Linked DNA regions of Sus scrofa: all the other regions are linked to region 3. The links are chromatin contacts, called in public HiChIP or PLAC-seq maps. All regions are on one chromosome and are shown on one strand. Each heading gives the region's core, a stretch centred on a gene start, on an enhancer-like site or on the middle of the called end of the contact. The rest is flanking DNA. Distances are from core to core; before and after follow the strand shown. Region 1 has its middle 44 kb from the start of TPRG1. Region 2 overlaps TPRG1 (tumor protein p63-regulated gene 1 protein). Region 3 overlaps LPP (lipoma-preferred partner). Region 4 has its middle 110 kb from the start of LPP. Region 5 overlaps LPP (lipoma-preferred partner). Region 6 has its middle 160 kb from the start of LPP. Region 7 has its middle 17 kb from the start of TPRG1.

The links. HiChIP or PLAC-seq counts read pairs in DNA pulled down with a chosen protein or histone mark.
Region 1: a contact with region 3 is called in an H3K27ac HiChIP or PLAC-seq map of alveolar macrophages. The contact joins two enhancer-like sites. A contact is called at or near these places in 1 of 47 Hi-C or Micro-C datasets (embryonic fibroblasts) and 1 of 2 datasets of contacts at active chromatin or transcription factors (alveolar macrophages).
Region 2: a contact with region 3 is called in an H3K27ac HiChIP or PLAC-seq map of alveolar macrophages. The contact joins two enhancer-like sites. A contact is called at or near these places in 1 of 47 Hi-C or Micro-C datasets (brain) and 1 of 2 datasets of contacts at active chromatin or transcription factors (alveolar macrophages).
Region 4: a contact with region 3 is called in an H3K27ac HiChIP or PLAC-seq map of alveolar macrophages. The contact joins two enhancer-like sites. A contact is called at or near these places in 1 of 47 Hi-C or Micro-C datasets (embryonic fibroblasts) and 1 of 2 datasets of contacts at active chromatin or transcription factors (alveolar macrophages).
Region 5: a contact with region 3 is called in an H3K27ac HiChIP or PLAC-seq map of alveolar macrophages. The contact joins two enhancer-like sites. A contact is called at or near these places in 1 of 47 Hi-C or Micro-C datasets (embryonic fibroblasts) and 1 of 2 datasets of contacts at active chromatin or transcription factors (alveolar macrophages).
Region 6: an H3K27ac HiChIP or PLAC-seq map of alveolar macrophages shows a contact between it and region 3. The contact joins two enhancer-like sites. A contact is called at or near these places in 1 of 47 Hi-C or Micro-C datasets (embryonic fibroblasts) and 1 of 2 datasets of contacts at active chromatin or transcription factors (alveolar macrophages).
Region 7: a contact with region 3 is called in an H3K27ac HiChIP or PLAC-seq map of alveolar macrophages. The contact joins two enhancer-like sites. A contact is called at or near these places in 2 of 2 datasets of contacts at active chromatin or transcription factors (alveolar macrophages and skeletal muscle).

What each region holds. Positions count from the first base shown.
Region 1 is chr13:126,484,045-126,487,914 of Sscrofa11.1, forward strand. No RefSeq gene overlaps it. Among named protein-coding and RNA genes, the nearest start is that of TPRG1, 44 kb to the right of the region's middle. Within about 2 kb of position 1,672, at least 14 of the 83 cell types and tissues checked have an H3K27ac peak or open chromatin away from gene starts, as enhancers often do. A contact at or near this core is called in alveolar macrophages, where this site is marked.
Region 2 is chr13:126,552,785-126,556,668 of Sscrofa11.1, forward strand. The region is part of intron 1 of TPRG1 (tumor protein p63-regulated gene 1 protein); the gene reads left to right. Among named protein-coding and RNA genes, the nearest start is that of TPRG1, 25 kb to the left of the region's middle. Within about 2 kb of position 2,252, at least 9 of the 83 cell types and tissues checked have an H3K27ac peak or open chromatin away from gene starts, as enhancers often do. A contact at or near this core is called in alveolar macrophages, where this site is marked.
Region 3 is chr13:126,096,338-126,100,161 of Sscrofa11.1, forward strand. The region is part of intron 4 of LPP (lipoma-preferred partner); the gene reads left to right. Among named protein-coding and RNA genes, the nearest start is that of MIR28, 180 kb to the right of the region's middle. Within about 2 kb of position 2,029, at least 18 of the 83 cell types and tissues checked have an H3K27ac peak or open chromatin away from gene starts, as enhancers often do. A contact at or near this core is called in alveolar macrophages, embryonic fibroblasts and skeletal muscle, where this site is marked.
Region 4 is chr13:125,672,384-125,676,034 of Sscrofa11.1, forward strand. No RefSeq gene overlaps it. Among named protein-coding and RNA genes, the nearest start is that of LPP, 110 kb to the right of the region's middle. Within about 2 kb of position 1,443, at least 2 of the 83 cell types and tissues checked have an H3K27ac peak or open chromatin away from gene starts, as enhancers often do. A contact at or near this core is called in alveolar macrophages, where this site is marked.
Region 5 is chr13:126,450,668-126,454,638 of Sscrofa11.1, forward strand. It overlaps LPP (lipoma-preferred partner), which reads left to right. Exons shown (of 11, transcript XM_021071250.1): 9 at 2,955-3,133. Among named protein-coding and RNA genes, the nearest start is that of TPRG1, 77 kb to the right of the region's middle. Within about 2 kb of position 1,839, at least 8 of the 83 cell types and tissues checked have an H3K27ac peak or open chromatin away from gene starts, as enhancers often do. A contact at or near this core is called in alveolar macrophages and embryonic fibroblasts, where this site is marked.
Region 6 is chr13:125,618,184-125,621,675 of Sscrofa11.1, forward strand. No RefSeq gene overlaps it. Among named protein-coding and RNA genes, the nearest start is that of LPP, 160 kb to the right of the region's middle. Within about 2 kb of position 1,383, at least 17 of the 83 cell types and tissues checked have an H3K27ac peak or open chromatin away from gene starts, as enhancers often do. A contact at or near this core is called in alveolar macrophages, where this site is marked.
Region 7 is chr13:126,511,506-126,515,244 of Sscrofa11.1, forward strand. No RefSeq gene overlaps it. Among named protein-coding and RNA genes, the nearest start is that of TPRG1, 17 kb to the right of the region's middle. Within about 2 kb of position 1,761, at least 14 of the 83 cell types and tissues checked have an H3K27ac peak or open chromatin away from gene starts, as enhancers often do. A contact at or near this core is called in alveolar macrophages and skeletal muscle, where this site is marked.

The sequences.
Region 1 (3,870 bases), core at 422-2,921, 390 kb after region 3:
TTGATCCCTGGCCTTGCTCAGTGGGTTAAGGATCTGGCATTGCCGTGAGCTGTGATGTAGTTCAAAGACGCGGCTCGAATCTGGCATTGCTGTGGCTGTGGTGTAGGCCAGCAGCTGCAGCTCTGATTTTACCCCTAGCCTGGGAACTTCCATATACTGCAGGTATGGCCTTAAGCAGCAAAAAAATAGAAATGAAAATGAAAAGAATGTACTGTTTGTTCAAGCCAAAACCTGGCAATAGGCCCCTGATCTCTCTTTCTTCAAGAATTTGCTTTAGAAAGCTTACAATTATAAATCCTTCCTGTCTTTTTGAGATATCTATACCTATATCTATACTCACATCTATATTTCTATACTATATCTATGTCTATATCTATATGACTCTCCTACAACCCAAGAGTATCTTTATCAAGTACCTGAAAGCCATCTCTTTGAAATGTAATCATCAGGAAGGATAGGCCGGGGTTCCTGTCATGATTTAGTGGTAACGAACCCAACCATGAGGATTCCTAGCCCCACTCAGTGGGTTAAGGATCTGGCGTTGCTGTGAGCTGCAGTGTAGATCGCAGTTGCGGCTCAGATCTGATGTTGCTATGGCTGAGCAACTGTAGCTTCCATTCAACACCTAGCCTGGGACCTTCCATATGCTGCACTTTTGGCCCTGAAAAGCAAAAGCAAAAATAATAATAATAATAATAAAAGGTAGGATAGGCCTTCTGTCGCCCTGCCTCCAGGAGGATAAAATCCTAGCCTCAATGGTTGCCTGATCACATTTACACTGAAACTACCCTTTTACTTGCTTTTTGTAATTTTTCACATCTCTGACACTAGCTGAGCCCCTGTCAACTCCCCTTCCTATTACTTTCTTCTCCCCTTAAAATGCCCAGTCACCCCTATGGAAAGCTCTTTGCCCTACTCTCTGCAGTTACAGACCAAAATCCATTTTCTCCACTTTAACTAAAGTCTGGCTTTATTCACCTTTGATGCTACTCACAGTGACAACTACTCCCAGTGACCCAGGCCCTATGTCTCCTTCTCCAGGAATTTTTCTCTCCTTGATTTCCACTATGTTATCTGTCACTGTATGTGTGTTCAAAGTTGTATGGTTTACACACAACTTCACACATAATGAGATAATTATTATATCCAACTAAAATTTTCTTTCTTTTTTTCTAGTCAAATTTCCATCTGGACTAAAACTCTGAAGGTTGAAAATTGTGTTTTATTCACCCCGCATGCATTGAGATAGGTATGTAAAAAGCCTGGCTTACACATGTGTTGAGAGGAGGTAGGATGAAAGAGCAGAGTGAATGAATGTTCCTGCATGGAATGGTAAGGGTTAAGATATGCCTTCTTTCCAGAGTTGTCCCTAAAGGAAATGGAGACCTAGAGGTGTGGTTGCAGGGCAGGAGGAAAGCAATTACACTTTTCTAGACGGAGAGGAAAATGGGCCAGTGTAGACGTGCCCTTTCTTGCCCCTGACGGTTTTCTACTCTACTTTTTCTCCTCTTCCCAAGTCTTTCTGAGTTTGTAAGCAAACCCTTTTCTTTCGAGGCCTGTGAAGAACCCTTTTCTACTCTGTGCTGTAATACAGGCACAGGGAGGAATCCCTTCAAACATGGACAAACTCTGCCCGCTGATAGGACTTCATCTTGGCCCTAACCAGACGCAAATGTATGATGTCAGGCCAACCCAAACCATCCCATTGTTTTCAAGTGTGAGTAAGTACTGACTAATATTACTTCCTCCAGCATTTTTTTTTTTTTTTTTGACTCATGAGAATGGAAACCTTCCAGGCTGTTGTTCTACATTGCTGTCTGGACAGAATGACTTCCTGCACATCATAACCACTTGAGAAAGAGGATAAAAAAAAAAAACAACCTCCCAAGGGTTCCTTTAAGTTTGGCAGTGGTTTGTGATTTTATTTTTCTCTTTTTTTGCTGCACCCAGAGCATATGGAAGATCCTTCAGCCAAAGACTGAATTCAAGCAGGAGCTGTGACCGACACCACAGGTGCAGCAATACCCGGTCCTCAACCCACTCTGCCATAGCGGGAACTCTTAGCCATGGTTTGTTGTTGTTCTCTGATTTTGCTGTTTTGTTGTCCTGTGTTAGTCACAAAAGCAACAAAGAATATTCAAAATCCAAACTGGAAAGGACCTGTTGGGGTCATCCAGTGAGGAGCCAACACTTTCCCTGCCCTTTCTGAGATCTGTGAATGCCTGGTGACGGCCCCCTCACCAGGCGCAATGTAAACACCCTTTTTCTTTGTTCAGGAGTTCTGCTCTTTGCAAAACAAGTCCTCACACCTTGAGGCTGCCAGCAGTCTCTTCCACCTCCTTATAGACTATTCTGTGTAGTCCTGCCTTCTGGGAAACAAGCAGCGATTGCAGAGAGTAAAGAGATTCCCAGCCTGTCCCATGTGGATGAGACCACTAGACGCAGGTTGATAATGACTTCGGTTAGAGAGAAAATGGAGAAGTGAGCAGCTCCAGAGCTCTGGAAGTGTCTTCAAAGAGGGGAAAGGAGAGGAAAGACACCCATCAATTGTGCCTTGGGAAGCTCAGAAGACACCCTTCTTCCTGCTGGAGTGTGGCAGATTCTGGAGAATCAAAATGGTCTAACCCAAGCCTTTCTGTTCCAGTACTCCCCCCACTCATTCTCTCCTTCCAAAACATTGGACTGTATCAGCCTGTGCCTCACCCAAGCTTCCCAGGCTGCAGGCCCCATTAGTGTCTACTCAGCTCCTCTCTCCCGCAGCCAGTCTGGTGGCAGGAGGGGCCAACTGTCCTCTGCTACATTCCGAGAAAGCCTGTGATCCTTGGGCAAAGAAGGATCGCCCCTATCTGAGATTTTGCTCCTTTCTCTGCAAGAAGCTGGACGCCTTCATAGGCAGGCACGGTGCCCCTCGGAAAATCAATCGAAGCCCCTGCCAGCTGTAGGACTCTCTTTCCTCAGGGTGTGAGTCACTTCTATGACCTCTGAGTTTCCACCAGGTTCAGGGTCAAAGGAAAAGCCAGTACCCACAGGGCCTTTTGGCTCCCTGGGAATTGTAGGATGAAGGATTCATTATAAGGCGAGATGATTGCCTTTTTCTTTTCAACTGTGATTGGTGGCCCAGAAACCACAGCCATCAAATACACAGGCTCTGCTAAATCATCACTATTTCAGCTACTAATTAGGACTAATGTTCACAGCAGAGGAGTCTGCGGGGGCAATAAACCCCTCCTTCAAGTGGTTAAACTTGCAAGCAGACACACTTTGATGACCACAAGAGCTGTTCCTTGGGAAGGGTGCTCCCTGGTAACAGCATCCCCAAAACACGGCTCCATGAATGGAGGATCAGTAGCCTAGAAATCTGGGTGTCCAAGGCACCCTGTGTCCCCTGGCCAGACCCCTGTTCTGCCACCAGTTCTATCAAGATGTCTTCGGCAGCCACGTCCACAACAAAGTGAATGGCAGGTTCCTTGGGTCAGGGTTAGCTGCAGGATGACACTGCCCAAAGGCTCGGGCTGTGAAGGGAGAATGACTAGAAGCACAGCTGGGGAGACAGTCACCTGCTGCTTCTGGGGTTTAGAGTTCCCTGCCCCTGGGCCCCCAGTTAAAGGAGTGAGTTTAGAGAAAGGCACCACGGTGCTGAGGACACATGGGCCATGGTGCTAAATACTTTCACGTGAGTTGTCTCATAGCAGACATAGAGGTATTTGGGTGTTCCCTTCAGTGGTTTGTGAGGTTTCGGGTTCAATCCCTGGCCTCGCTCAGTGGGTTAAGGATCCAGTGTTGCTGTGAGCTGTGGTGTAGGTCGCAGACGCAGCTCAGATCCTGCAGCTGTGGTGTAGGCCGGCAGCTACAGCTCCAATTAGATCTCTA
Region 2 (3,884 bases), core at 1,002-3,501, 460 kb after region 3:
TGTGGAAAGTTCCCAAGTGGGGAATGTTCATAGGGCCTACAATGGGAGTCCAACCAACGTTTAACAGCTTTGATTTTGTTGATTTCAAACTGGCCTGGTTTTCTTAACACTGGCATCAGTGAGCAGGAGAGCAGGGGGAATGGAGAAAGTTCTGAGACCATATTTTTAAACAAAGTCTTTTAAAATAAAACTTGCACTCATTTGAATACCTGTCTGAAAGCAGGAGGGCCTCTGATGAGTTCACCCCAGGACAAGGCCGGCACTATGGAGCCAGGCTGCCGGGAGGCAGGAAGGGCTGAGCCCACAGCCACAGGACTGTATTGTCTCCTGCCAGCTGGGCCCGCTCCCTCCTCCCACGAGCCTCCAGGCAGCGGGGCCTCCTGGCCTTCGGTGTCCTTTCCGGTGGGCCTGGGCCTGGTGGGGGCTTCTTGGGTGTCCACGTTCAGGGCTCCATCCTAGCTCTGGTGGCAACTGTCTACATTCCTGGGCAGCCACGGGACAGGATCTTGTCCCCCAGGAAATAGCAGAAATGGCCCCACTTTGTGCTGCTGATACTTTGGGAAAACGAGTTTCACTAGGGGAGTACAGGATCTTCCACCTCTTCTTTTTCTTCCTCCTTCCCCACCTCTTTCCTATCTTCCCTCCTCACCAACTTTTTCTCTTTTCTCCTCCTCCCATAGGCCCCTTCTCCTAAGATGAAATCCCCTTAAGGATGACATGTATGTCTTAATTTTGGTCCAAGCCGTGGTTAGAGGAAGATATGAAAATGAGGAAAATGCAAATCACATCTCTAAACATCCAGGGAGTAGCCCCACTAAGGACAAACCAGAGGCAGGCAGTGGTGACCACCCCATCCCTCAAAGGCACATTCAGTGGTTTGGGAGTTTAGAGGCAATTTCTGTCTGGGACTCATGGGATGTTTTCTGAAAGAGGTTTTGCTTAAGTGGTCTTGAAGGCCACTTATTGAAAAACACAAGTGAACTTGGCAGATCAGAGCAGAGGACATGGACACAGCCACAAGAAAGCCTCAAGCTTAATGCAGCAGTGTTTTCACCGTTTGCTGATGGGCTAGAGTCCTTCACTCTGAGCTTGATTAATTTTAGTTTATATAAACTGTGCATAAATTTAGTTTCCTGTAAGTACTTAAGAAACCAAATCCAGCAAATTAAAAGTAGGAGAAGGGGCTGCTACAGGCAGGCTCCTGAAAATGGAGAGAAGTACAAGGTGGACGGCTTGATAAGAGAGGATACAGAACATCAAAACAAAACCTTCCCACAAACCCTCAAGAGTGGAAAAAAAATCACAGCAATCTGGATTGAGTGGGAAAGTCAAGCAGTCCTTTAAATTGAGAGAGTCTTCTAGAATGTCATCATACATTAGAGTTCAATGAAGAAAGTGATAGCCTATAGTCCCTTCGAACATGGCTAATTTATATTCTTTGTGCTGCTTTGTAGAATATAGACAAACACATAATTGATTTTAGAAAGAGTTCCATCCCAAGTGAGTCACAATAAAATTTGTATTAAAGCCAAAAACCTTCAGCATTTGCAATGCTACCTTCTAGAGAAGGAATAATGTGTCTTGACTTTTAATAAATGCAAGTGCTGTGAGTCATTTTATGTTATACCCCCATCTTCCAGTGTCCTTCTTATCATCTCTATGTCTCCTTCATTCATAAGGCTGTTTTTCCTTCTTCCCAGGCCTGTGGCTTTCAGCAGCTCCCCTCCAGAGCCTGGCACACTGAGGCTGGTAGCCCCTCGTTGGCTGCATTTCCAATATGGCATTGAGGGGCAGGGGAGGGACTCCAAGCCTGGGCCTGGGGACCCCGGCAGTGGGCTTGGCTTCCTACCTAAGAGTGGGAGATTTTAGAAAAATCACTTTCCTTCCTTGAAACTCTGTTTTCCCATTTGGAAAAAGGGGATAATTACTCTTATCCATTGAGTTGTTGTGAAAACCAAGGACATTAATTGATGTGAGATTAGTAAATTCAGCAGTCCCATTCTCAGCCCATACACTGTGCTTATAACCAGCCCTACCTCTAAGCATCATTTGCATCTACATCTGCCGTACTCATTTGATTATTACCTTACTTGAAGTTATGCTTTTCTTGATTTTTTTTTTTTAATTAGTGTCACCTTGAAGAAAGCCTCTTTTGAATGGCTTTGCAGGTCATGTGCACTGCCCAGCACTGGGGAGGGTCACTATTCATTTGGCCACGTGGTGAACAGCTTGTGGTTGTGTGTTGTACAGGGTCTGACTCAAGTGCCTGGCAGCCTGCTCTCTCTGTGAATATTAAACATCAGGGATTCTGTTTTCTATTCCTGATATGTAAGGCCTGTCCTAGGGCATACAGTATTACTAAATACTGGATTCTGGGCTCTGGATTGAAAATTGTGCACTCTATGATTCAGTCTCAGGCCCAGCTTTCAGCCTCCCATTTCATCTTTGATTGGACTGTCCTGGTCACACTCTTGGCAGAATCCATAAGCCACAGAAGTTTTCTGGTGAAGAGGAGTTTTGGGTCATCATGATTTCAAAGTAAAAGTTAGTAAAAAACTTGGCAAGCCCACTGTTTGTACTTTGTTGTTTTAATCTCAAAATCCTTGTAAATGAAGATATATCAACAGCCAGGCTTGAAAGCAGAGGAAAAAAAAATCACACACATTTATCCTAAACTCTTTCCCCCACTCCAGTTGTTAGGGAGATTTTATATCATCTGTGAAATGTCATAGTCTGACCTCTACTTGTTTCTGGATGGGCTTTGGTTTCCTCATCTGCATAATGGAACTAACCCTGTCCACTTCTCTGGATTACTAAAGAGATATCTTGGGAAAGTACTGAGGTCCAGAGCCTGACCCCTAACATGTGCTCAGACAGGATTGGTAAGAGTTCCCCTTGTGGCTCAGTGGTTAATGAACCTGACTAGTATCCATGAGGCTATGGGTTCTATCCCTGGCCTTGGTCAGTGGGTTAAGGATCCAGCGTTGCCGTGACTGGTGGTGGGTGGTATGAAGCCCATCTTTCTCATTCTCTGGTGATGTTTTTTGTCATTGGATAGCTTTGGCGTAGAACCATACCTCACACGAGAGAGGGGAAAAAAAAAAAATCAATTCCTCTGAAACTTCCACTATGGGACCCCTGGGCAAGGAAGGAGTGTCTTCCAGTTTCCTGGCCTCCCCGCTAGTAAGGACAGGCAGCAGAAGGCCTTGCTGTGGTCAGAGGGCCGAGGAGCCAGACAAGCCTCTGTGGTTACGCACTTATTTATTTCCTTATTTATTACTTTTGCAGCTAACATTTTTACAATCATGTTATTTTGTGGTTTGTTTGCGAAATGCATTGTGAGCCAAGTTTGCGTCAAATGTTCTCTGAGTTGGAAGAGGGTTGCATTGGGGAGCCCAGGGAGAGGTGAGTGGAGGGCAAGAAAGCAGTTATAAAAAATGTTACATAATTGATATATCTGTTAAAGATCCTTTCTTTGTAATCAGGCTACCCAAGGCAGATGGAGGAATGAAAACTGAGAAAACATTGTAGGCTCTCAAGAAGTAGTAGGGACAGGCTTGGCAATCTCAGAGGTGAAATGGGGCCACAGCCTGGGGACTCGGGGAAAGAAATCCGGGAAGAAACCCTGCTCCTGCTCACGGAACCCCAAGCACCAAAAAGGCATCTTTTGAAAGACTTTGGGAAAGAGTAGAAGTTGGTTCTAGAGGAGTGATGAATAATTAATTAATTCATACGTGTTATTATTAGGGAGCTTATTATAATCGTTTTTTGAAGATTTTAATATAAACAAAAACCCAGTTTTCAGAGATTAGCTGAAATGGGGCTCAAGCGATGCTCTCCCAGAGCTGTTTTCTTTTTAACTCTATATTCGTCTTTTCTCGCCC
Region 3 (3,824 bases), core at 779-3,278:
CTCTGCTAGATCTGAAACTGTTCTCTCAGAACCCTGTTCTTTTTTTCTGTCCCTAATTTTTTAGGTAGCCACTCAGTCTTCTCCCTTTTGACCTTCTGTCTTCTCTCTGTAGAAGTCCCAACTTTCATAGAGTCAACTTCGATCCCTGTCTACTCAATGGCTTGAACTGGTTAGTTATGATTCTTGGCACTATGTCTTCCTTTGACAATGTTTGTGCCATTTATTCATAGAAAATCTTTCCACAGGGAAGACCTTCACCTTCTTTGCATTCAACATGTCCACAAATTCTACTCATCCTCTTCCCCCAAAACTTTCATTCTATTAGAGGTATTTCATTGTCTCTTAAATTCTAAAATCTGTGGTCATTATTAATATGTCTTACTTTTAAAATATTATCTATCACCAACATCTGAGCTGTCTATCTGTCTATCTGTCTGTCTGTCTATTTATCTGTCATCTATCTATCTGTATGTATTTGTTCAAAATGAGTTTCAGGTTTGTTCTAGTCTCTTCATTTCCCAGTATGATATCCTATCTCATTCCTTCTCCATCTCACAATAGAACTCATTGCTTTATGGGTCCCTCCCCTCCTTCAGCTGTACTTCGCTAACCCAATTAGTCTTCAAAAATTTTTATTTTCATCCTATGGCTTTTTGCTGACTGCTACATTAAATTTCCCCTCTTGGTTGATTTTCAGAGTACTCCAAGACCTTTAAACACACTTCACCTCCCACTGTGCTCTTTCTGTCTTCTCTTTTGTGAGACCAATGTCCTCATTGTCAACTTCTCATGCCGAGTTAATTTCCCTTGTGTGTTTCTTGCTCCCTGAAGCATCCTCATCTCTCAGCTGATGAGAAATACTCCCCATTTTTTTAAAGCTTGATCCATACCCTCTAATACCACCAGCTCATCCTGATCTCTCCCTTCTTTGCTTCCAGACCCTATTGACAGGGTGGTTTGGTATAGTGCCAGGAAGCCCTACTCTATTACTTATCAGTTGTGTTCCATCTTCACATGAAAAATGGGAACAATAGCTTAGAAAGTCATTTTGAAGATTAATTAAGGTAAAGAATTTAGAGTATCCAGTAGTATCTGGTTCATAGTAAAGGCTACAATGTATTAGTTAATGTATAAATCAGTTAATTACGTTTCATTTTCCTGCCACTGAATATATGCCTTTTTTGGGACTGATTTAATTATGCTATGTAACTACAAACTATATATCATAAAGCCAGAATCAAAATATGCCATAGGGGAGACCTATAGAAATCACTTAACATCACGAATTGTAGAGCCTCACCTTTTAAAGGCTCATAATCCAGCTCATCTTTCCTGTGATGCAGAAATGGATACCTAGATTTCTTAAGTCAGCTGCCCCAGATGACACATTTGGTAGGAGAGCTGGCCTCAACCCCAGATGGAGGTTTCTGGACTTACAGGTTTGAATGTTTTCAATTATCCTCTTGTTTATTCCCCTTTTAGAAACTGTTTGAAGGCTGGATTACAGCTCACATTCCTCCATCACCCATAGTCTTTAACCTCATTAAGGGATATGTGGTTGATAGTTGTGGATTTTTGATTCATTCCTTGTTTTGGCCATAAGAATTCTCTGGAAACATCTATGGAGTATGGATTATACATGGGCTTATCACCCTTTTGATGCTTTTAATACTGTTGTAAACATACAAAGGGTCCAACATGTACACTGCTGTGCCTTGGTTCAGTGTGGTGGGGAAAGCAAATGGGAGAGGAAGTTATATACATCTTGAGGAAATCAAGCTTTTCTATTTTTAGCCCTTGCTACTGTTTGAAAAGTACAGTCCTGTTCATGGCAGTCTGGCATGTGTTTCCTTAGTACCATTTCAAACAGGGAAAAAATAAATATGGGAATTTTTTGTAGTGAAAATAGTTACTTAGTGAAATCACGTAAGTTCCTTCTTTTCCTCTTGATGAAACCTCAAACCCACTAGGCACAGATTCCTCAACCTCAACTATGCATGTCAAAGGCTCATGCAGAGGAGGAAACTGCAGTCAGCAAAACCAAGTACAGCACAATGTGCTCTGGTGCCTGAGAGAGAGGCCAGGGAAGGCTGGGGGAGGGGAGGGTGAATTCCTCCGTCAGTGGAGTCTTAGCCACCTACCAGATGGTGCCCCTGGAGAAAACTGAATCCTGAACTATATAGATAGAGACACCTAGTGTCACAGCCCTTTGCTTAAACTGTTGCTCCTGCCTGAGTCTCAGCTCTTCTTTCCCTGAGTGCCTAACAGCCACTCCCCCAATTCAAATATGTAAATTGCTTCTCTTTAGCTGTTTAGATGACATTTTGGGGATTTTTCTAATCTGAGACTGTGTTAGTTCTCATAAGAGAACAGTAAAGAATCTTATGAAAGACAGGATAAACACCTGGTCTCTATTTATTTTATTCTATTGTTCTTTTCTTTTTTTCTTTCTTTAGCACCGCATGTGCAGCATTTGGAAGTTCCCAGGCTAGGGGTCGAATCAGAGCTGCAGCTGCCAGCCTACACCACAACCACGCAGGATCTGAGCAGCATCTGCAACCTACACCACCACTCATGGCAACACCAGATCCTTAACCCACTGAGTGAGGTCAGGGATTGAACCTGTGTCCTCATGGATACTAGTTGGGGTTGTTACCACTGAGCCACAATGGGAACTCCCACCTGGTCTCTATTTAGATGGATTTTCTATAACAGAGCAGGCCTTGGTCAGAAGAGGCAATGGTAGGGTGGTTTGGAGTCTACTGTATGAATTGAGGCAGACCAGACCCTGCATTAGGGTGATGGCCATGACCATGGTGAAGGTTGGCTAGAGTCCAGAGTCATTGGGAAAGAGGAAGGAATGACAAATGGAGGAGTCTGAGATACTTTTCAGGATCGTGACTTTCTTCAGTAAAGAGATATTTGCTTCCTATCCTAGTGTTTACCAAATAGGAAGTTCCTCTGAAAAGTGAGAACTCTGAGCTAAGTGCAATGTGAACCTTACTAAAGGAAATGTTGATACCGTAGAGAAAAGATTACGCCTCATTAAGGAGAGGGACTATACAGTCTCCAGATATAAACAACTCTACTTATATAAAATTGTGATGGTAGGGTGAGAATAATACATTGCTGTAATGAATGCTAATTTGTGGATATTGCTGTATTGTTGTCAATGTTTTTTAATTGAATATGTATTAATCTCCAACAGGGTGCTATGAATAATGCCAACTTACAGTTGATTTATCAGAAGACTTTATAAACACTAGTAAAATGGAAAGTCACAGCACCCCTTCAGGGTGGTAAATGTGGTTGCCATTTGTACAGATGAGGACAAGTGAAGTGGATTGTGTTTGCTCTGTTGGCACCGTGGGTGAGAATGTGAAACTGTCAAATGAGAGAAAAGTCTTTTCCCTGTCCCTGGGAACTGGGTTAGAATACATTAGTAAAGAGCTCTCCTTAAATGTGTTCAGAGTTGTGGGATTTTAATTAAATCATTCTGGTTATTGTTAGCACTTGCATTAGCACCTGATATCCAAATTCCAGGCCAGCAGATTTCAAATCAAGTATGGGAAAGAATTCGGGTGAGGCTTGCAAAGGGTTTGTTAAATGCAGATCACTAGGCCCTGCTCCCAAAGGTTCAGATTTGGTAAATCTGGAAAGGTGGGTGGGGGGCTAAGGATTTTCCCTTTTTTTTTTTTTTTTGGTCTTTTTGCCATTTCTAGGGCCGCTCCCGCGGCATATGGAGGTTCCCAGACTAGGGATCTAATCAGAGCTGTAGCCGCCGGCCTACGCCAGACCCATAGCAACTCGGGATCCGAGTCGCG
Region 4 (3,651 bases), core at 193-2,692, 420 kb before region 3:
CTAGTCAGATTCATTTTCACTGCGCAACAACAAGAACTCCCCAGAATTTACATTTTACTAGGCACAGAGGAACAGTAAATAAATGAGCAAACAGATAAACAGACCATGCCAGAACTAGAAAAGGTCTATGAAGGGCCTGAAACAAGGAGTGACTGTGCAAGGTTGGGTGGAGTGTGCTGCGAGACAACTTGACTGGGTGGTTCCCTGGGGAAGAGCCATCTGAGCTAAGACAATGTCTAAATAAAGAGCCACACATGTGCAGATGTGGGGAGTGTTCCTGGCAGAGACAGCCAGTGCAAAGGCCCTAGGGTAGGAACGAGCCTGGCAGGTTTGAGAAACTAAAAGATCCTGGCAGTCTGAGAAACTAAAAGTGGAGAGTTGTGGGAAGGGGCAGAATGTGAGAACAGAGAGAAGACCAAGGCCAGATCACAGAGGGGCTTTATATAGACTCAATCATTCCATTTCCCCAAATGTGCAACACATACTACCAGGTTCTGTGCAAATATTTGGGGTGGTTGATATGCAAATATTTTATTGGAGGAAGTATAAATTTATTTGGGGGTATATTAGGAAAAATTTAATTAGCACATCAAAACCATGATTTCCTAGATACATTATTCAGTTGAAACTACATTTAAAAAGTGAATTGATTTAAAGAGAATATTAAGTCAATTATAGGACAGATGTTATGCAGATATAGGCAAAATCTCCAAGGGGGTGTTTACAGAAGTGAAATTGAAGAAAAAACTGCTTACCAATTAGAAACAAAAGGGGGCCCCATTCTCAGCCCCTGACATGTCCCCTCCAGCTGGCAACTCAGAAGTGAGAGACAGGTGAGTGACTCAGATGTGGCTGAGGTGTCTACTATGCTCCACATGTCCCCTTTCCACTCCCCCTGTGTAAAGATGTCTCCAAGGGGCAGCAGAACAGCCAGGGACTGTATTCTCCAGTTCATGTGAGTATAAGATGAGAGTGTATGTCCAGTTCTCACCAGTGGAATGAGACTGGAGGGCTAGATGTCCCTTCCAGGCAGGGCTTCTGTGCCTGCTCCACCTTCCACCTCTTTTCCTGGCAGGGGATGTGGGAGAATCAAGCCAGCAAGGACCGGAGACCTGAATCTCCATGTGAAAAAAGATCACCCAGAGGAGTTACCACTGTGGCTCAGTGGGTTATGAACTCAACTCATATCCATGAGAATGCAGGTTTGATCCCTGGCCTTGCTCAGTGGGTTAAGGAGATGAAATTGCTGCAAGCTGTGGTGTAGGTCCACAGCTGCTGCTTCAATTTGACCCCTAGCCTCGGGTGTGGTGAAAAAAAGAAAAAAAGAAAAAAAAAAAAAAAAAGAAGAAGAGGACCACTGACCAGGACTAGTTATAGATGGAGAAGGAGAAGTACACTCCCTTTGTGTTAGGCCATTGGCATTTCCGGTTTGTTTGTTCTAGAAGTTAGTTAACCCCTATCTGGGATCTTTGGTTTATGGAGGAACTGTATTCTCAGAGTATGGAAACTACATGACAAAAGAGATGTGACAGCTTGCAGAAGAGAAAGAAGTGGGATGGAAGTCAAATATATAATCTTTTTTTCAAACACTCAATAGACTATCTTGTCAGAGGCCCAATCACTGGAAGGAGGAGGCGGGGGGTTGAATGGGGAAGCCCACTTGAGCCACTTTCTCTCATTGAGATCTGCCTCTAAGTCACCTGACCCAAGAGACTGCCATGCCCCAAAAGAACAGGCAAGGTGGGCTCATCTACAAGGAGCCCCCTGTCCTCACGGATCCCCAGTCCCCAAAGCTGCCTCTTCCTGAACGAGCTTGATCGGACCAGCAGACACAGTGACAGATCCATGCCCTCTGCATTCTGTAACTTTGCTCTCAGAGCAGAGAACCCAGCAAGAGCCAGGGAAGAAGTGATCCAGGGAAAGGCTTTTCTGACCAGAGATGGATGTACAGCTCTGGAAAACCGTGTCCTCTACCCAGACAAGCCCAATCGTTGGAGACAAGATGGAGAGGCTTGGGAGGACGTCTGGGCCAGAGGCTCCCAGGCACAAAAGCACTCAGGTCCAGGCAGACAGTATTAATGAGTGAAGTGGGCTTAATGTAAACCAAGAGGAAAAGGCCAGGCACATAGCAAAATAAAACATTAAAATCCAGAAAGCAGGAGGGAAAAAATGGAGAGAGCCCTCATTTGCAGGCCTTTCTTCAGGGGATAAGAAAAAAGAGACTCAAAGAAGGGAGAGGCTTACTGGAGGTCATTCTGTTTTGAGGACAAATCCAGGGTGAGAACACAGGCCTGTGCAGTGCATAGCTTAGCCAGTGGAGGGGGTGAAGTGTGGGTTCAAGGCAGCAGAAGGGCAGCCACAGTAGGAGAGACCCCTGTGGAGTTGGTGGGGGTTGGGGAGACTGGGATCTCCCCAGTGGGCTGACACATGAGCTTGGATGGTAGGTACCAATTAGTGGGTGTTCCTAACCTCCCTCCAAATTTGACATTTGCATTAGCAGAGAGTCATCATTTAGTCCTTCCTTCTTTCATCCATACCTCCAATCACGCCCTAAGCCTTTGGGATTTAATTTCTACATATCCCTTGAGCCCATCTTTCCTCTTCATGGGCCAGCTTTGCCATATTCTTCATCCTCTCTCTTCAGATGACAGCAAGGTCTTCCTGGTCAGTCTCCTTCCTCCAACTCTTCCCCATCCTATCCCATTGGGTGTCAAAGTGCTGCATCAACAATAGATACAATTATATCATGATCCTGCTTACCACCCCCTATGCTGCCCATTGCCTTCTAGGATAAAACCCAGATGTAACACAGTAACTTGAGGCCTCAAGGAAAGAGGACTTATTCTCAGTTCTTCTCCAGCTCTTCTTCTCCAAATATCCCATGTCCCATCCTGCCAAATTGCTGGCCATTCCATTAATACATCCTGAAGTTCCACACTTGTAGACTTTGGGCCATGCTGTTCCCACTCTTTCAAATGCCCTTCCCCATCTTCCATGGCTGGTAGTATTGGGTGAAAGAACAATCTGGCACAGACTAGGCAATAAGGAGGTACAGGGTTTGCAGGAATTAAAATCAGTAATAGGAGGAGCTCCCATTGTGGCTCAGTGGTAACGAACCCAACCAGTATCCTTGAGGATGGAGGTTCGATCCCTGGCCTCGCTTAGTGGGCTAAGGATCTGGCATCGCTGTGGCTGTGATGTAGGCCGGCAGCTACAGCTCTGATTCAACTTCTAGCCTAGGAACTTCCATATGCTGTAGGTGTGCCCCTAAAAAAAGACAAAAAAATAAAATAAAATCAGTAATAGGAGTTCCCTGGTGGCTCAGCAGATTAAGGGTCCAGTGTTTTCACTGCCGTGGCCCTGGTTACTGCTGTGGTGCAAGTTGAATCCCTGGTCTAGGAACTTATACATGCCATGTGCTGCCAAAAAAAAAAAAAAAGGAAGAAAGAAAGTAAAATCAGTGATAAATCCAACTAAAATTTAACCTTCTTTTTATTGGCACCTTGCACTGGCGATTCTAAATGTGGACAGGCTACCTCTGCTCAGGCCGCCCACTGTAAACATCAGCCTCCCTTGGAGCACTTCTGGAACAAGAAAGCCCACATCATCCTTCAAAGACCAGCTTAATGTCCCATCCTTGGTAATGACCTT
Region 5 (3,971 bases), core at 589-3,088, 350 kb after region 3:
TCATAGTTCAGCTCCTCTCTCTATCCAGGTGCTTCCTATTATCTCAAAGCCACTGTTCAATACCTTCTTTTGTGCAAATTTCTCTTTCAGAATCTATTTCCTAGAAAACTCAACCTATAGGGAGAATGGAAGGGTTGAAAACTCTCCCATATAGGGAGAATGGGGTAGCCACTGTTTGGTTATGGAGGGTGACATAAATCTTTCAGTCAAGGACATTACGATATTCAGAAGCATCATACAATTCTATGGGAGTAAAAGAAGCATCATACAATCCCATGGAGTAGAAGAAGTGACTTATTTTGCTTAGAGTATTAAGGGAGAATTAGGAAAGGTTTTGCAGAAGAGGTGACATTTGAGCTTTACTTTGAAGAATGAATAGATATTCTCTAGACAAAGAAGGGTATGAGGTGGTCTCGGCTTGTAAAAGAAAACAGCTTATTAAAGAGGTGGCAGAGAGCTCTGTGTGGCAGCTGGAGGGCAGGGTCCATGAGCCAAATGGAACTGGCTCAAGAAGGTTAATATGTCCTCCTTGAGCATTTGTTAGTCCTAGCTTCTCTTCAGCTGCATTCTTGGGGCTTTTATTTTCTGATTCAGGGGCACTTTTACAATAGTCTCACTTTGGGTATATTTTACACTGGTTTCCTCTGTAGCAGAAATGTTCAGATTACCTCTCCTTTAAACATTGCTTCCATGGACCATAAAGTCTTTCTGTAGAAACTGACGCAACCTTATATGTTGCTGCTGCTTTTGAGTAAATAGACTGAATGTTGCAGCCAAACATCAGTGCAAACAAAAACATTTTCTGGTCAAGCATTTTCTGCTTTGCTCAACTCCATAACAGGGTTGGCTTTAAAAGAAAAAGAAAAAAAGAGGAGGGGTTAAAACCTTCAGAAAAGCCAAACACAAACCCTGGGAAGACAGTTTCCAGCCACATTAGCTCGGATCACCAGGGTAGAAAAGAAGCAGAGCCCTCATTGTCCAGACCATCGTCATCTCCAGACTCTCATCTTCTGTTCTTCTGCTATTTTAATTTCACCACTTCAAAATGGGGGGAAAATAGGTTAATAGTTTCCATGAGTTTAGACTGTGACCAGAGGCGTACTAAGCAATTTCAAAACCTCTGGCAACCACAGCTTTGAGGAGAGGATGGTGATGGATTTACCGTCTTCTGGATTCCAGAGTTAAGGGAGTCAGGCCAGCACCATGATGCCAAAGTGGGCTGTAAACAATATTCCTTCCTTCGTTCTTTTTGCACACATTCATCCTAGGTTTCTTTTTATTCCAGGTAGTATACTGGATGTGGCAAGGGACAGAGAAAAACATTCTTGAGACATAAAACCTGTCCTTAGAGTTGTAGTATGGTAGGGGTAATAGATATATGTGCAAATAATTTTAACACAGCGAACACTGTAAGTGCTAGTAAGCAATGTAAATTAAGTGCTCAGGAAGGAGAGAGAAAGACGCAATTTATTCCAACCGAAGGCTTGACTGGGGAGTTGCCTTCTGAGCCATACCTTGAAAGATCAAAATAGCAAATTATGATTCATCTTAGGTATTAGCCAATGCTCAGAAGTATAGAAGTTTCTCATAGGTTTGAACAAGAGTGAGTAATCTGAGACATTAGGGGAATCTGAGCCTAGAAAGGGAGGTTGCATATCAGGTAAAGAATTAGCTCTTTTCACATGGTGGAGCCATGTAAGTTTTTCTAGAAGGAAAGTGACTTGGTATTATATATGTTATTTGGAAATGAAACTGAAAATCACTCTGAGGATGGGGAAGTATTACAGGAGGAGAGATGGAAGCAAAGAAGCCAGTCAGAGACTGTGGCTGTAGTTGAGTCATAAGCACACTGGTATGTACTTACAGGCATTCATTCCCTGACTTGTGCCCATTTATAGGTTCTCATGGTGAGAGGGAATTGCTTCTTGATTTCCACATCCTTTCCAGTTCTGCATCTTTCTGATCAGATCCCCATCCCAGGTTTACTCTGGATTGTAAGCTCAGTGAATCAGTCCAGACATCTCGATGAGAATATAGCGTCTTACATGTATAACAAGGCTGTTTGCTAAGAGAGCATGCGATTCTAGAGAAGGATGGAAAGTTAACAGCTAATTTTATCAGTCTTTCTGAGCCCTGACTCAATAAATGGTAGCCCTTTTGGCAGGGGGTGGGGATTATTTTTAAAGCCAGATAAATTGACTTTTAAAATTGACTTCTCAAAACTAAGTTCAACCTTTCAATGGAGAGTTTTCAACACTAAACCTGGAGATGGTGTTTGAGTCAAGGCTTTAAATGATCAAAAGCCCTATTGATTATGCTGAGCTCTGATTGGATCCTGCAACCAGCAAGCTTTCTGCAAGTCTCAGTCCTCAGAAAGACCACTCCCTAAAATGGGTCCTTGGTGATCCCACTAGGATTTTGATGACTAATCAAGTTTTAGAAGTAATAGTGTTCTTCCAGTGGAGATCCTGGATTGTATAGTTCAGGGGTCAACATATTACAGCCACAGCCAAATCCAGCCTGCTTTTGTAAATAAAGTTTTATTGGAGCACAGTCATGTCCATTTATTTACACACCATCTATAACTGCCTTCCTACCACAACAGTAAAACTGAGTTGCTATGACAAAGCCAGCATGGACCTTTATGGAAAAGTTTGCCATTACCCCTGCTACACTGGGAAGGAACTAGAGTAGAAGTCAGATAATGTGAGTTTTAAGTCCTAGATTTGCTACTCAGTACCTGCATGACCTCAGAGAAGCCACTTGATTCATCTAACTGTGTTTCCTTCTCTCCGTAATAAAGAAAAACACCCTGCCTTCCCCCCATCCCCAGGACTGTGATAAGCATATGAGCCCAATGTGTTCAGTGACAGTGCTTATTGGGCTGTAAGTTTCTATAGAAAGGAGCTCCTCGCATCCCAGCCTAACATTGGCATTTGTCTTTTCCTTCCCAGAATACCCTGGAGCAGTGCAGCGTGTGCTCCAAGCCCATCATGGAGCGGATTCTGCGAGCCACTGGGAAGGCCTATCATCCACATTGCTTTACCTGTGTGATGTGCCACCGCAGCCTGGATGGGATTCCGTTCACCGTGGATGCTGGCGGCCTCATCCACTGCATTGAGGACTTCCACAAGTAGGCAGACCACTCTTCCTCCTGAAGCCTGCTTATCCTCTTGGAGTCTGTTCTTATTGGTCTTACCTCCTACCCTCTGGGCTACACATTCTTATTCTTCCCTCTCTGAGCTACAGAATCTCAGGATTTGGTGGGACCTTAAAAAGAAGTTATTTAGGGAATTCCCATTCTGGCACAGCAGAAACAAATACGACTAGTATCCATGAGGATGTGGGTTTGATCCCTGGCCTAACTCAGTGGGCCATGAGCTGTGGAGTAGGTTATAGACACAGCTCAGATCCTGCATTGCTGTGGCTGTGGCTGTGACTGTGGCCAGCAGCTATAGCTCCAATTCGAGTCCTAGCCTGGGAACTTCCATATGCCTCAAGTGCAGCCCAAAAAAGCAAAAAAAAAAAAAAAAAAAAGGTTATTTATCCCCTCCTCCAGTACAGGGATTGATATCAGGTAATCTCCAGTCTGGCCTGCTTCATGGCTTCCCTGGGGCTCCCCCATCACCTCTTCATGTGGCTCTAATTCTGAGAGAGTTGACTCAGCTGCAGAGCATGTGTTCTAGAAAGAGGCAGGATCCCATGGTAGCTCTCCCTGGCCTAACTGTGAGCAAGATGTGTGATAGTGGACAAATTGCCCAATTTCTCTGAGGTCTTCAGTTTGGTCATTAGACCAGACCCTGCGTTGAAGCTTCCCATCTGTGACAGCCTAGGGTTCTGACCTCTCCATCTTTACCGCCCCACAGATGGGAGGCTGTGGGAGGATGGGCACGGGGAACAATTCAGCCCCTCTTGCTAAAGCAAGCCTCTCACATATTGGGAGGCTGTTTTATGCTGTTATCAGCATATTC
Region 6 (3,492 bases), core at 133-2,632, 480 kb before region 3:
CTGTTGTACCCCAAACCCTCTAGCCTAGCACCTGATATCAAGGAAGGAATAAAAGGAGTGAATACAGGAGGATTGATGAGTCAGCATAAAAACATAAATACTCAAATCTTCAATAATTCTCTGTCATTAGTGGGGCTTTAAAACTTGTCTCAACCATTCAACAATGCCCCAACATCTACCAATCCATGCTATTCTCATCACCCATCTCCACAGCCCCCATACAGGGTCTGCTCATAGGTGATGCTCAGAAAAACGGAGTGATTAAATCAAAGGATCAAGCATTTCCAACAGGACATAAAGTTTCTCAAGAGCAAGATGCCTCTATTAACCACTCTGGTGCTGTGCTTCACACATGGTAAGTATTCAGCCAGGAGTTGACTTTTATGCCATACTCCCCCAGGGATGATGGAGCAATAGATGCGAAAATGTAGTGGAAGTAGTGTGAGCTTTGAAATCATTCAGATATACCTGCTTTGTGATCTTGGGAAAATGGCTTAACCTCCTGATCCTCATGTTCCCCATCTGAGGATAATACCACTGCTAAGGTGTTATTTTGAGGCCATCCTAAGGCCATTGTTACGGGAAATGGATGCCAAGGCTTTTGGCATTTGCCTGGTGCCGCAGGGGTTCCCCACCCACATTAGTTCCTTTTTTTCCTTTCCTTTCTGGGAGTCAGAGTCTGGCCAGCTTTACTTCTCCCTCAACCTCCTAGGAAGCAAACAGTGGTAAAGGAATTGGAACAGAGGCTGAGACCCATTCTCTTGTTCCAATCTGACCAGCAGATGGCAATACCCATGCCCTGTGGCTCCTACCCAAACCCTTTCCATCCTGATGGAGGGGAAGGTGACAGGAATAGGCTCATAGGATGACTCAGCTCCAGTGACTAAAGTGAGGAGGTGGTGGTGGTGGGAAGGCATGGGGGCTGGAGCGGAAATGAGTGAACCATATCTGATGAAGGATGTCTCCAAGATAAAGGGGCTTGGCCCTGGTGAGTTCCTGGCTCTGACGTGGTACAGACAGGCAGGGGCCTGAGCTCTCTCCCTTGACCCCCCTCACTTAATCTCACAGTGAGATAACTCCCTGCCAGCCCAGGGGAGCCTCCCAGGGCAGATGCTGGGGGTCTGTCTGCCCCCTGGAGGCTTTCAGCTCAAGGTCTGAGACACATCTGAACACCACTTTGGATGAACTGATTCTTAAAAAGTGTCCCATATCTCCAAAATCCATGTGTATGGGTTCTGATCCTGACAGCCTCCTGATTGCCAAACTTGGCCTCTCTCCTCGCCTGCAGACTGTTTTCTCCACCTATGCCACCCTTTTGATATCTCCAAGCCCTGCACATGCAACAAATTTAACACTGAACACTAAGTGCCCTCCCATCCACTTCTGTCATCCCTTCTCCTGGTTGGTTGGTTACCATCGACCCTATCACCCAGACTGGGCCCCTATCACTCCACTCTCCACGTCAGTTCCAGTTCCTGAATTTCTCACTCCAATTCCTCCTTGCCTTCCCCACCACAGCTGACTCTGGCTGGGCTTTTGTCATAATTTACTATGATGCTCCAGCATCTTCAAACTAGCCTCCATGCCTCCTATCTCTCTTCAGTCTTTCCCAGACTGTCTACAGAATGCTATGTCCAAACTCATTCCTAGTGTCGTTATCTCCCTGCTTAATATCCCTTAATGTGTTCCCAATCCCTATAAGACACAATTCAGGAGTTGCATGGTGGCATAGAAGCTTAAGGACCCAACATCATCCCTCCCATGGCTTGGGTCAATGCTGTGGCACAGGTTTGATCCCTGACCAGGGAACTTCTGCATGTGGCTGGAGCAGCCAAAAAGACACAGTTCAGACTCCTTAGTCTGTTGAATGAAGCCCTTCATGATCCAGGACACGCCCATTTTCTGGTTTCGCCTGCTGACCCCATCCTGCAAACTCTGATGCACAGAGACACTCCCTAGATTGGAGCCAGTCCTGAGTCCTGGCGTCACATGCACTCTTTCCACCTCTAGATCTGTGAACACGTTGTTCTTTCTATCAGGTGAGCACTTTTCTGCCTTTCACAAAATTATTTATCTTTCTAGATTCACTCAGTTTTCATCTCTGCTGGGTGGCCCTTTCAGATTCCCAGAAAGGAGTTGGCAGCTCCTTCTCTGAGCCCTCTCTCAAAACATGGTCACTCTCACTAAGCACCTGTTGGCGTGGTGAATTCTTGTTTATGTGTATCTGTCTTCACTGGACTGGGGATACATGGAGGCAAACCCTCCCAGAGAATACCTACTTAAATAGTTTTTGAATAAATGAAATGTTAAAAACAGGCATGAAGTAATAGTCAGTTTCGTCCTCTGATCCTCTGTGTTTCCATCCATAAACTAGGTATCTGATCCAGGTAACTTACAACTCTGTCAACCTCAGATTTTATACTGCATCATGCTTCCACTCAGCTCACACACCTGGCCCACTCAGCAGCAAGAGATATTGCTGAGTTATTTTTCCCAAGGAAGGAGTAGGACTGTGGGTCCACCCACACTGCAAAGTGGCTGTCGTCTCAGAAGCTCTGATTGAAGTCACAGAACTGCTCAAAGCCAATGCTCTACAGAGGGACTCAGAAACCCAGGACCTATACCACACAGGCTGGGACTCTGGTCACTTCCCCAGCAAGTCATAAGTATTGTCCACCCGTGTGGGGCTTGTCTGCAGGCACTCACATGGGTATGGCCACCAGCCTCAGGCAGGCACCAAGGGTGACACATCTGTGCAAAGGAAGCCACCCACACAGTCTCACCTCCCCCAGGTCATTCTCTGTGATCCCCGCACCTTCCGGCACCAACCCCACACTCACACACCCACAGTGCTGGGTTGTCTGCCTGAAAATCTAGAGCTCTACCCATCAGACCGTAGCATCTTTCAGGAGGTAAGACAGATGAACCCATAGGCTGGTGGCTCCCCTCCTCTGACCCCATCATCAGCTACCCCTCCCTAAACAGCTTCTGCCAGCGTGCTGGCGTGAGCAGACCCAAGTTCACCTCAAAGCTTTCTCTGAGAAAATAATTTGATCTCCCTGAGCCTCAGTTTTCTCACCTATAAAATGGCACTAATGGCCCTGACTACATTCTCTCCATAGGGATCACTAAGACGCAATGATCTAATACGTGTGAATGTGGCCCGTACACACAGGTTCAATGCAAACGTTCAGGATTTAAAAGAGTAATGGTGTTGATAGACACTACGTTCTGTTTCTAAGGAAAAGCACCTTTTCAAATAAAAAGGAACAGTTTAAATCCAAATATTTATTGAGTACATACTGTGTGCCAGATATAGTACAAGCGATTATTAATGATCTAAACAACACTTCCATAACTAAATTCAGCAGTGCTGTAGTTTAATTTTATGTCTGAAGTCAAAAGTTTCATGTTTTGAGATATATAATGTTCATGCATTTTACACCTGTGGGAATAGAAACATTATTTGCATAGATATAGATGTGTGTGTGT
Region 7 (3,739 bases), core at 511-3,010, 410 kb after region 3:
ATCTCTAGCCACTGGCCTATATATACCACAGCCACAGCAACTCGGGATCCGAGCCGTGTCTGCGACCTACACCACAGCTCATGGCAACACTGGATTCTTAACCCACTGAGCGAGACCAGGGATCAAATCCACATCCTTGTGGATGATAAGGAGGCCAGGGACTGAACCCACATCCTCTTGGATCCTAGTTGGGTTTGCTAAGCGCTGAGCCATGAAGGGAACTCCAGAGGGAGATTTCTAAAACGCAAATGTGACCATCTTATTCTTCTACATTTCCAGCATTTCCCATTGCCTTCAGGAAAAAACAAAAACAAAAAACAAAGAACAATAAAACATAGTAACTCCAGAATCTGAAATATACAAAGCCTGAGGGCCCTGGAGATCTGATTTGCTTCTTCTCTTGTCTTCTCTGCCCTTCTCACCCCCAGTTTCTTGTCCTTGGTTAATTACTTGAAATTCTCCAAACTCTCCTATTTCCGTGTTCTTCTCTCCGCATCCCGCCCACAGCTTGGTGCTCAGCCTTGAAAATTCAACGTGGCGGTCACTTCTTCTGGGACACACTGTAGGACCAGCCTCTCTGCAGCCACATCACCGCAAGGTGACTGCTACTTGACCATTGAGGTGATTATTTTTCAACATCACACTGCCTCACTACCCTGTGAACTTTCCGAGAGATGGGAACGCATCGCAGCCATTGCCTTTATGGAGGCAGAACTGCCTTTGACATCAGCGACCCTACTGACCTCTGAGTTAATTTCACCCATGTGGCCATTCCTTGGGCTGTGACCTTGGTCAAGGAGAACCACTTCACCTGAAAGCAGGTATGTGGTAAATGTGGGGTGAGTGAGTGTAAGTCCCCTATATTTCACAGAGGAGGAAACAGGCCCAGAAAAAAGAGGTGACCCACTGGAACTCTCACAGAGGGAGGGTCCAGGGACTTCTCCATTCCTGGTCCAAAGCTGATCCCACTAACCCACATGCTCAGAGAGTCCCAAGGCAACCCACCTCTTGTGGGAGAGGGCAGCAGAGGGTCCTCCCTGGGTGGTGTGTGTGCACATAAGGGAGGTCCCCAACTTCAGCTGGGCTTGCCACATCTCCAGGCAATCATGGAATTCCTGGATGTGAGGGCTGGGTATTGAGCGATGAGCAACCGTGCAGTCAGGCTGGCACATGGGAGAGCAAAATCATCTAAAAGAGGAAGCCTGGAGACTTGGCAGCAGTGGGAGGTGTTTAGAGTAAAAAGAAGTGGCCCTTAGCCGCCATCCATACTGACTCAGGTGTGCCTGTTACCTGTGGGTCTTACTGGCCAGGCCGGCGCATAGGGCCACCCAGAGCCTTCGTCCCCCGAGCACATTGAAAATCCCTGTCTGTGTTGTTCTTGGGAGGGAAGGTTTGGCTTGGAGTAGTTTTTCCTGAAAAATCAAAACAACTCCTCAGAGTGGGCCCAGCTTCCAGGGGCCGCCTGAGAGCCGGGCACACTTCCCTTGGCTGGGGTGTGAGTGTACCGGTTTCTGGAGTGGAGGGGGCATCTGAGGGTCACGCAGCGGGGAATCCAAACCTCTGAGCCTGATTTACAGCTCAGGGCCTCCACTCTCCTCCCCACCAGCCCACATAAACCCCCCCAATTTCCTCCTCTGCGCGCCAGCACGCCTCAGAGCTGGGAAATGGGATCTCACCAGTGGCTTTTTCTGGGCTTATGTATGGATTCTTTCCTGAGAGGATGGCAGAGGGGAGCAGAAGTGGTTCTTCAAAATGTGAGCAGGAGAGCGTCATGGTGAGTCAGAGAAGGACAAGCCTGAGACAGCTTGGAGATCAGCCAGCTCAGAGCTCCTATTTGCCTTCTTTCTTTCCTTTTCTACTCTTTATTTCCCCCTTTCCTTTTCCTTTTTTTTTTTTTTTTTCTTGTGGCTTCCACACAAAATCTTATATGGATTGCCAATGGATTAAACTTCAAAATGGAAGTGCTCCAGGCATTCCCTGGCGGGGCAGTGGGTTACAGATCTGGCATTGTCACGGCTGTGGTGAGGGCTGCAGCTGTGGTGCAGGTTCGATCCCTGGCCGGGGAAATTCTGCATACTGTGGGTATGACCAAAAAAAAAAAAAAAAAAGGCAGCATTCCAGGCAATTGTGTGTTAGGAGCTTCTGGCCTCCCCTTCTGAGCTTCCCTCTTCTCTGACCCTTATAGAGACTCATGAGGCCCCTCCTCAGATCACTGGACTTCACAGACAGCAGCTTGGAAACCTCTGCTGTGATCCAACTCCCTTATTTCACACAGGAGGTTACGAAGGCCCAAGGAGGCTATGGAGCTATTAAAGGCCAAACAGGGATTTAGTGATGGAGTTGGGCTCTCCCAGGCCCCCTCCTGGCTTTCCAGCCTCTTTCCAGTAACTTGTACAAGATTCCATGGAGACCTTGTAAAGGCTTAGCCTGGCCCTGGTTTCTGTGGTGCATAAATCTTATTTTCATTAAGGAAAAAAACCAATTAGAACTGAAGAAGCCCTGGGTCAGTAACTCTGGGAAATAAGCACCAAGTCAGCATGGCTTCTTGACCCCTTTGGCTCTGGTACTGGGATTCCTCTGCCTTTATTTAGAACCTGGGTTCAATCTGGCCTTCCTTGGCCTGAGGCCCTTGACACCTCAAGCTCTGGGGCCTGAAATTCTGTGACTATCCCTATCTCTGCCCCAAGCTTGTGTCTTTTCCCCTGCCAAGGGGTTAGGTCCTGCCCATTTCTAGCCCCAGAGATCCCTTTTATGGCCCCACTTATGGAGGCCAAGCCAGGACCCCGGCCTGCCCTGGCTGTGTCCAGCTGCCCTTTCAGAAGGCCAGCATCAGAATAAGATCCCTGACAGCCTGCTGTTCCGGGGCAGGGAAACCAAGCCGCTTCCTTCCTGAAGGCCTGGAGTCTGAAGGCACAAGAAGCTGAAGCATTAGCATTTTGCCTGTTCTCTTCCACACCCTTCCTCCTCCACAGCAACCCTAAACTGGCCCTTCATATCCTCAGCCTCCTGGACCCCTCCCAGTAGTGCCTAGGCCCAGGCCTGAGGGCTTTTCTGCAGCCCAGGAACAGAGTCAGGCTGGCCTCTAGGCCTAAGGCTTCTACAGCCACAGACCAACTCCACCAAACCCTGACCGGGAAGCCCCAGGCCATGGTTGAGGGGTTGTGAGCTGTAAGACTTCCGGAGGCCCACGTGAGAGCTGGAGAGCTCAGGGGCTGCCCTGAAGCTTAGCTGTAAAAGGTGGAGCTACCAGGAGGGGCAGGGGCAGAACTGTGGGTTAGGCCTGTGGGAGCACCACACCCACTACCAGCAGAGGAGTGCACTCTATCTGGGACCCCAGCCTTGACTCCAGATCTTGCTTATTCAGAGATTCAATGAAATTCTTAACTTCAGGGTGTCCTAGAGCCAGTACTGCCTAATCCAGAATGGAACCTGTATCAAGGGCTGAAGTGGATAAAACAAACTTGGAGGCAAAGCTCACGCAGCTTCCCGATCTCCTTAGAGAATCTAAGAGTTGTTTCACCTTCAGGATGACAGTCTTCTCTCCTGAGTCCTGTTTTGACTGCAGACCAAGAGACTCCTTCTAGAACCTACTGTAATTGTCCCCAGGTGCAGACAGGAAGGTGGAAGGCTCTCGGGCGAGGCCATGGCTGGCTGGGAATCTGCACAAGCCATGCCTACTCACTGAGTGAGACTGACATGGCAGGTCACCTGGAGAGTGTCCCCTGCCACATGAAGACCA